Linked DNA regions of Zea mays: region 2 is linked to region 1. The links are chromatin contacts, called in public Hi-C maps. All regions are on one chromosome and are shown on one strand. The core of a region is the stretch at or near the end of the contact, and the rest is flanking DNA. Distances in the headings are between cores, read along the strand shown. Region 1 holds the start of LOC103650830 (protein DEK-like). Region 2 holds the start of LOC100286183.

Region 1 (4,928 bases), core at 1,045-3,544:
CAGGCCCAATCAAGCAAGCTCACGCTTCCCTTCCCCATTGGCAGCAAGCCAACAACTCCCTCAGTCCCTCGTGGTTCTCTCTCCTCTGCACGGACCTCCCTTCCTCGCCAACACAACTCCAGCACGCTTCCCTTCCATGCCAGCACAACACCAGCACGCCTCCATTCCCGGCCGACACAACTCTCCACTGGTGCCTCCCTTCCATATGGTTGAAGAAACCGATTAATCAGATCGTTCAATTAATCAATTAGATCGGCTGATCAGCCCTCTGGCGACCAGCAACGATCAACTGATAAGAAAACGTTGATCCTAAATGACAGAATTGTAAACAGTTTTTGTAAGAAACAACAGGATTGTAAACACTGTTACACAAGGATACCCACATAATTGGCACTCACAAGCTACTTGTGAGTTGTGACATTAGAAGTTATCTTTATGGAATAGCTGGTGCCAGTCTAATATTTATTTTTATGCAGCATTTAAGCTTTAGGGCTTGTTTGGAAGCAATGGGAATGGATGGGTAACATGGGTTTGAGGGGGCCAGAATCCCTCATTATTCAAAATTGAATAGTGAGGGATTCTAGCCCCCTCAAACCCATCCATTCCACTTGCTCCCAAACAAGCCCTTTAAGTGTTTCTCCAATGGCCAGTGAATGGTCCAACATGGATCTAATGAATCAGATCATCCTCACTAGAGGAAGCGATTCTTTGAAAGACATCACGATATTTTTGTTCTTTGCACATGGATCACACATAGCTAAGTTCAGTGCAAGGAAAGGCTCATGTGGAACCTCATGTGGACAACCTTCTCTCTCAAGCATCAACTCACCACAGCTGATGCCCTACAGAACTTATCATGTTGGACAGAGCAGCACGTTGTCTGCTACAACCTATGGGAATAAACTTGTGAAATGTACTGCAAGTTATTGAAGCCACACCACGAGTTTTTATTCCTATAAAGCCACCGATGATAAGTTCAAGGAAGAGCCAGCACCTATAAGAAAAGTATAAAGCCAAGCCATGCTCAAATTGGATATGTCCTTGTTTAGCAGGTCATGTTGCACAAGAATATCAAAGTTTGCATTCTCCTCGTTAGGGGGTCCATCCCCAAACTAATAGCTTTGGCTTCAGCGTCAGATATCTAGCAGAACCAGTTTTATTCTAGAAAACTCTACAGTGTCAAAGATCACATCATAGCCATAAAAACGAGGCAAACAGGTCCCTCGGGAGACTAACCGTACTGTCCAAAAGAATGTTTTTTCGAAACTATTTTGACCCCTGAGCGGACAGAGCATTAACCATTGTCAGACAAAGACCTAGCTATGTAGATCTTGTAGAGTCGGTTAACACTCAATGAAATGGCACAGGCAAGCAGATAGATCGCTCCAGTGGGACAAAAAGAAAGGAACACGTTTGAAGAGCCTCAGCTTACCATTGGGTATGTCCTTGAGCTTCGTTCCAGAACCCTGCAGCACAAAAGCGGGAAAATTGTTGAGGAAAAAACAAGCAAATCTTCGTATCAGAAGCAGAGTCACAGACGGTAGTGCTAGTAGCATGGAAAAGTGCGTGTTCAGTTCCAGGAGGCGAAACATCCTTAAACGTAGCTATTTTTAGCATTCAGCTAGTACGACAGCAGCCGGGACGGGAGCCGCGGGAAAACAAGAGATCAGGGGCGGGTGCGACACGCCCGAGCGAGAAAGGGAGAGGGAGAAAGGGAAGAGTCACCAAGGCTCACCTGGAGAATAGCGGGGGACTTTTTGGCGGGTGTGGCGCGCGGCGCGAGCTCCGCGTACCTCTCGACCGTCTTCCTCTCCCTGGACGGGCGCTCCACCGTGGGGCCCGCCGACTTCTTGGACGACGGCGGCGTCTTCTCCGCCGCCTCGCCCTTCTTCCTCCGGCCGCCCCGCTTCTTCTCCGGCTGCTGCTTCTGCGGCGTGGCCTGCTCCTCCTCCCCCGCGGGGGGCGCGGGGTCGGCGTCCATGGGGTCGTCGACGGGCGGATCCGCGGCGGGCGGGGACGCGGGCTTGGCAGCGTCCGCGGAGGCCATGGGCGGGAAGCAGGATTGGATTAGCCGGCTAGGGTTTTTGGGCCCGCGGGGCGTAGGAGCCGTGGGACGGGAAGTAGGAAAAAAGGGGGAATTTTCAGGAGGCGGGGCGGACGCGGGGCAGGGGAGCGAGCGACGAGCGAGCTTGAGAGGGCGGCTAACCGCGTGTGCTGATAAATGGCAAGGTGACGTGTGACGCGATGGGATCGGGATGGATGGATCTCGCGCGGGAGCGGGGCGGGCGGATTGGATCGGAGCGCGCGCGCGCGCGCCTGCCTGTCCCGCCGGAACCGATTTCTTTTCGCGCGCGGTTTTGCAGTTTTACCGTTTTGCCCTTTTTCTGCCGTTTTGCCCCATTTGGGTCATTTTGTTTTTTTGCCTGAAGCTGAGACAAAACTTCCAAATTCTCATCTAACTTGCAGTTCGCCAGTTTCTCGCGAACACACGTGTGCAGTATGCATCCGTCGTGCTCGTCAGAGACCTCGATTCGCTGCCATTATTATTATTATTGCTAATACACACGCTACGCTTTCATACTTGTAATGTGAGTGAGAACCCAGACAGCGTTTTAATACTTCTTTTTTACGAAACAAAACTATTTGGCCAAACATCGTTCAGGCCACCCAGGGGGAGGGGGGCGAATGGTAACTAGCCATGGGCGGGACCACAGGGCAGGGCTCCTGAGCCTCTGTACCTTGGGCGGCAAGCGAAAATGGCAAATTCATGCGGCGCCGGGGCGCGACCTTGCGGCGGTTCAAATTTTTTGGGACGGCACGGTGCAGGTCGAGTCGACGAGCCAATTTGGCACGCGCGCAACTTTCAGATCCCGCCCGCCAAACTTTGTGTGCTTGGACTCCTATTTCATTTGGATTTGGTCGAATGATACTACGCGAACAGGCCCGTTAGGCTGTGCCTCCCAATGGGCTCTCAAACCTCGGGCCCAGTAAGGCAATCACGTCAGGATATGGGCCCTTACGGCCACAGCTCGATTTTCATGGAATTTGTTTCGATTCGAGTTTACCCATAAAAGTCGCAGATCAGAACGTGGATACTGATTGCTAGCAGAGGATAGCATATTTATATACGAGACTAGTGGTAAATTTATTTGTCTCCTTAACCTGCCCGAAAGCGTATAAAATTTCTACTCTCCTAATAATCAATAAATAGCGGAGTGGTGTGTCTAAGAAAAAAAATGACATGACAATTAAAGGATCGGAAAAACGGCGAGAGAAGGTGAACGTGAATCACTAAAAAATTCTCAATCTAATCGCATGTGACTTGATTCCCAAAATCAATCCAATACAGGTGTAACCATGTCAAGTCTAACTTTTCAACCGGGTGTATCCTATACAGAGATGCAACCAGAACTAAAATCAATAGTTTCGACCATTCACTATATTGCTCAAGTTCTTCTAAACGTGCAAGCAGAAGCAGTTTTGGTACAATGATACGGTGACAAATGCAAATTCATCTCAATCTTTCTGTTTTCACTTATCTTGATTCAAATTTTAGCATAATGTAAACAAGACAATGAATGACTTGAAACATGAGACATAGCAACCTAGCATACTAGTGATAGCAAAAAAAGGATCTCAACGCGTCCTACACATGTCAGTTGCCAATCTCAATGGTAAACAACTTTTAAATTGAGCAAGAATTAATCATGTTCACATTTATGAAAATAGACTTATCTCAACAACATTGTACCAATACGAGCAAAGAGAGCCTAAGCTTGTCATACCATCATCATATACGCATGGAACATACTACAAAGAGTATAGTCATATTCTAACTGATATACAAATGAAGCTCAAAATGCTACATGAACAGATGCAATGTAGATATGTTACAAAAATCAAGAAATAAAATCTACAAACAACAAAGAGAGAAGAAAGGGCAGTATAAGTCACACCCGGTTTTAGAAGGCAAACCGAATGTGAACCATGTACGTGCTAAGATCAGCAATTCACGTACACAACAATTTACATAACCGGATATCATCACACAGTGCTCAAATAATAACATAAAAGAGGTAATAGTTGATTACATTATGATGCCCGAGACGTCCACATAGTCATTAACAAAGCTAAACACGGCCTTCACAGGCAGCCGACTGGGGTTTGCCGCTAACCCACGCCTAGAACTCATCAGTCTTGGAACTCCTGGAAATCCTCCACCACGGCTTTATCTTCTCCTGAGCAGTGGTTGCAATGTGGACAACCTGCGGGGGTGGTGTTGTAAAGCAAGGATGAGTACACGTCAACATACTCAGCAGTTGTCACGTTTGGTTGTGGTGGACTAGCTTTATGTGGAGTTAAGATCAAACAGTTGGTCAGGTAATTATTACTGGTAGAGTGCCAGGTTTTAGCATTAAACCCAGGTTATTACCCCAAAGTACTCCTTCCAAACGAAAAGAATACCATAAACCAGAATCATAATCAAAAACATCAAAACCTTAATTAACCTCATCATCATCTGCAATCATAGTATCTCTAATCAATGGAGCTCCCAAGGTCGCTCATAACCGTGAGCACGGCTGATATATCAGTTTTATAATACTCTGCAATTGTTGCACACTTTACCCACGAGCTATGATTCCTTTTTGCCTCGGGCTGATCAAACCCTTAAACACTACCAAGGTGAATAGACAAGGTTTCACTACATAGCCTTTACAAAGATTCCCTGAGGCTGTAGCTATCCGTTAGGTCCCCTAAATGTATCGCACTCCTCCCTAAGGGGTAAACCACCCTCGGTAGAGCGAGCCGCATACAACGAGCCCCATTGACGACATGACGACAAAGCAAACTACACTCAGTTCCTCTAATTATTTGGCTAAGGGCGTCCCATACTGTCACACCCGGGTTTTAGGGGTCCAAAACCCGAG
Region 2 (4,928 bases), core at 1,787-4,286, 160 kb before region 1:
TCCACAGAATCAGTCCAGAATGACAAAGAAAATAGGTATCAATCCTTGCCTTGTCATCATGGTGTTCTAGAGTGACTGCACATTTACCAACAGCTATATCCCAGATTTTAACAGTTGTGTCTGCACTTGCACTAGCTAGAACATTCCTGGAGTTCGCAACAGTAAATCAAACACCAGGTGCTTAATAAGCAGCGTCACCACCACTTGTTGAAATGAAAACTCACCTAACTTCCTTGTTCCATGCAAGACCAAGCACAGAACTTCTGTGGCTTCCTTTCTTATACTTCTTCCCCTGCAAGAGAGAAGTATAGCTCACGAAGACTGAAGAGGAAGTAAAAAGGAATGCTCCCTTGCATACATTGAAATGCACAACATACTATCATGAAAGAAAAAAAGTGCTAACATTCTAACAATCTTTGTTCTGGCCAAGTACATTCAGCCAATCAACATCATGATGTTAAGCATTCGCATGGGAACCATTAGCTGCACTAATCACTCTGATAGGCATAGAAGAACCCCCAGTGTTGCTGCTTGCATCTAAGAAGAGCCTAGTAAAAATATGCGTGAATCTAGCCAAAAGTTCTGCTGCCAGTTAGCCAGAAGTCCAGAAAGACGAGGCACCAGCACCACATGGTAAGGTAAATAAATTTCGCAACAGAAATCAAATAAATAAATAGTAATTTGGTGTCAACAAGAATACTAGCATTTATCAACAAACTAATGCAAGAAACTCGCAGTATTGGGTAATGCTGGAAATATTGACTGCAATTATAGAAGGAGAGCAAGATGTTTAGCATAACATCCAGAAAAGCAACCTACAGAAGTATGATAGCCCAAATCTCATTCAAGATTAGAGATAGTTGCAGACCTTTTTGCCCTTTGTCTTTTTCTTCTTTTTTGAAAGTCCTCCTAGCACCATGTGCGGTTGCACTTCATCAACCTGTTGAGAAATATCAAAGGTGCACCAAATAATATATCAACTGTTTTGCAATGAGGCACCTCATGGTTACAGCCCTCAAACAAGAGACCTTACCATATCTAAGTCCCATATTTCTATGGCAGGATCCATGGTTCCAACGGCTACAAAATTCCCTGTGATATTGAAGTGTGGAGAAAGCAACAGAATCAGATAAGAAGTTCCTTCCAATCCAAAGAAATAAATTGGTATCCCTTACTTTAACATGCCAGCTTTACCTTTTTCACCACCTTTCAGATTAAAATCCATCCAAGCTGTGCATAGCGGAAAATCAGCGAGAGGAACGTCATGATGCACAAAGATATTTTGTTCACCATCATTTGTTTCTTCAAGAATGTTGACCTGTCATCGACAATAATTTAACAAGTATGAAAACTAATAGCATAGGGCAGTCTGGCAAGTCATTCTGCCAGGGCGAAAAATGCAAAGTAACAAGACCAGACTGTATTTTTACATGGACAGACACTATGAGCACATGCTGGGGTCAATTTCCAAACACAAATTTACTAACTACAGCCAGAGCTAGTAATGCTATAATTTCATTCTTGATACATCAGTGGTCACCTAAAAGAGATGGTGGTAGTATACCATATTCTATTACTACAAGGAACTATTAGCGGTGTTAGCTGAAGGGAATCAGCTAATAGCTAGCTAGGTGGTAGTAGCACTAGCCAGACTATTAGCTGGGGATCCAAGCAGGATCTAGGCTAATTTAGCAGCTAATTGTTAGCTCTAGGAGATCCAAACAGGCCGACTCATACAAGGAAAAAAAGCATTATCATGGCTGTTTTTCCCAAGCAAAATCAGATTATATGGTAACCGATACTTGCCTGAAGAGAGAAGATATCGTCCTCACTATGTGCACAGACAATAACAAAATCAGTAGGCATGATCATCTTATCTTCGATTTCCTCATCATCATCGTCGTCCTCCTCATCATCCTCCTAATAAGGTACAAAATGGGTATCAATATGCATCCATTTCTTTCCATCAGCAGTACACAAAAAGCAAAGTAAAACAGCAGAGGAATTGAACTCACATTGTTCTTCTTCAGATATGGGTCCATTGCGTTGCTCGGATAGTACAAGTCCCCCAGCCCAGAGCCGAAAATATCGACCTCTAACATAATCACAGGTTAAAAAATCATCAGTCGCCTATTCGCCACAGCTCACCTGGCCGATTGAATTAATTAGGGCTTGTTCGGTTCTCTCTCAATCCATGTGGATTGAGTGGGATTGGATGGGTTTAAATCCCAAGCAAATCAAACTTCTTCTTAAAATTTTTCAATCTCATCCAATCCATGTGTAATGGTAATAACCGAACAAGGCCTTAGCAGGAGGATGAATGGAAGAGAAGGCGCACACCTTCATCTTCATCATCGTACGCGTCCATGTTGAGTTCGCGGAGCTCATCAGCGACGTCGTCCGCCTTGCTAGAGCCCTTGCAGAGCGCCTTGGCTACGGCCTTGGCTCGGGCAGCCTCATCAACCTCCTCCACCGTTTCCGCCGCACCGTCGAGTTCCATGGTGGCAGCATCATCATCCTCGTCAGCGTCGCTCCCGGAGCTGGATACAGGTTACATGGCAAGAAAAATGAAACCAAGTCACTGTCGCTAGAATTAATGATGGAGAAAGACAGGTTACACACGGCAACGAAACAAAATTCGTCACTATTGCTGGAAGTAGAGCACGCGATGCAAGGATAGAAACAGAGGGCGGAGGGAGGCGGCTCTCACTCTCTGCCCAGGTCGAAGGTCTTCATGGCCTCGGCGATCTCCTCCTGAGTGGGCGGGTCGGCAACGACGGGCACGCTCTTGGCGGCGCCCCTGGGCACCCAGGATATCGCGGAGATCATCCCCTTGATCGAGTCCTCCTCCATCGGACGATATGAGCGAGTCCTCTCCCTCCTTCAGTGGTTTGTCGCGGAGGTGGCGCGTGGGAGGAGGCGGAGGTGGCGCGTGGGAGGAGGCGGAGGTGGCGCGTGGGAGGAGGCGGAGGTGGCCGGCGGCGAGGGAGAGAGTATTGGAGAAGGAGGTTGTGGCTGTGCCGATCAAGGGAGAAGAGATTGAGAACGGTGAGGGGCTAGGGTTTAGATGCGAGTTGGGCCGATCCGTACTGTCTAGCCTTCGTAATGTCACTGGATGGGCCGGCTGTCTTTGGGCTTGCTCTAGCGACTTCACGTAATTTTCGCCCACCAGCTCTTAAAACCATTCAAAATTTCGCCCGCTAGTCGGGGAACCCATTTTTCCAAAGTATTTTCATTTTCTAAAAAAATAGTTTATTTTTTCTTGAGAAAATAGAAATTCCTTCGAAAAATTGAATTATCAAACTAGCCATAAATATGTTCCTTATAAAGACTAGTTTGGGAACCTCATTTTTCTACGGTGTTTTTATTTTCCCAAGGGAAATTAGTTCATTTTCTCTTGGAAAAAATGGGTTTTCAAACTAGTCCTAAAAAAGTTTTACCTCCTGGATTGCAAATAGGGGTGGGTGTTCGGGTTACCCGAAAATTTCGGGTCGGGTAATTCGGGTATTTTAAATTTCGGGTTTCGAGAATCGATACCCGAAATTACAACGGGTTTTACAATACCCGAAAAATCGGGTACTCGGAATTTCGGGTTCGGGTTCGAGTATTCCCAAACTACCCGAATTGTTGTGTTGGCTTAATAAAAACACATACACCCTATTAAATTAGTATAAAAATATAGTTTGAATAATGATATACATGGACATATAAAACACAAGCAATCTACAATCACAAGTTATGCACACTTACACATAATTATAGATGTACAAATTAATAATTAAACATGACATGAATACATGACACATGAAAGTTCGGGTATTTCGGGTACCCGATTGTGATACCCCAATTACCTGAAATAAATTCGGGTTTTGCAAGTTGGTACCCAAAATTCTCGAACAAAATTCGGGTTTCGGGTATTTCGGGTTCGAGTATTCCGGTTTCGGGTTACTGGATTTTTGCCCAACCCTAATTGCAAATGCGGTTTGTTTTTCTCCTTAATTTTGAAATCAATATCGTACTCCTGCAACCCTTACAACCATTAAAAATATATTTTTACACCTGTTACAAGTGGTTTTTTTAAGACATTTACATTATTTCCAAACTTAAAAAACGGTGGATAATTGATAAGATTTGTAAAGATAAAATGTGTATGAGCTCCAAAGCATCCTGATACAACATTCTAGAAATAGACTAGGACATGGCAAACCAAATAAATTAATTATATTTAGGGGTGTTTGAATACACTAGAGCTAATAGATAGTTAGCTAAAAAATTGCTAGTGAAATTAATCAGCTAAGAGCATCTTCAATAGTTATGTAAATTTAGCACCCTAAATTACAGATTTAATAAGTTGCTAAATCACTTTAAGAAGTAGAAAATAATGTGTGCTCCAACAGTTCTCTATTTGTTGGTTGCTAATTTTTAAATTTGACCATGTGAACAAAAAAGTGAGCATGCTTTCTATTTTTAATTGAGCTAACTCATCAATAACCTTCCATAATGTCTTGGGTGGTCAAAGTTGTCGATGGAAGACCAGAAGATCGCAACGACGGCATGAAGACACCACGTGGCACTGGAGATGGATTTATGGTCAATGGGACGGTGGGATGACACAAACGGTGGCCGAAATATGGTTTTCCCGGTGGATCTAGAACCGACATTGATTTAGAGAGTTCCAACAAGGTTTGTAAATGCATGGATGAAATTGGGTTTTGTATGGAGATCGTAAATTTAAAGGCCTGCTTTACAAAAATGTTGGAGAAGTGTTTTCTCCGAAAACTTCGTAAATTCATATTTAAAAGTTTTCTACATAACTATTAGATATTAGTTAGACTGTTTAGATGTCTTTAAGTAATTTTAGCAGCTAACTGTTAGATCTAGTGCATTCAAACACCCCTTAGATCTAGTAGTATAGCAAGAAAATTATC

The links. A called contact is a pair of places that touch in the nucleus more often than the background predicts.
Region 2: a contact with region 1 is called in a Hi-C map of ear, with 2.7 times the contacts expected there. The contact joins the promoter of LOC100286183 here to the promoter of LOC103650830 in region 1. A contact is called at or near these places in 2 of 25 Hi-C or Micro-C datasets (bundle sheath and ear).

Annotation. Positions count from the first base shown.
Region 1 is chr3:160,575,084-160,580,011 of Zm-B73-REFERENCE-NAM-5.0, reverse strand. It overlaps LOC103650830 (protein DEK-like), which reads right to left and starts at 2,294. Exons shown (of 11, transcript NM_001329044.1): 1 at 1,736-2,294; 2 at 1,433-1,466. The coding sequence starts at 2,047.
Region 2 is chr3:160,735,891-160,740,818 of Zm-B73-REFERENCE-NAM-5.0, reverse strand. It overlaps LOC100286183, which reads right to left and starts at 3,036. Exons shown (of 16, transcript NM_001159071.2): 1 at 2,711-3,036; 2 at 2,341-2,540; 3 at 2,016-2,095; 4 at 1,807-1,920; 5 at 1,195-1,318; 6 at 1,034-1,092; 7 at 869-940; 8 at 225-292; 9 at 50-146. The coding sequence starts at 2,853.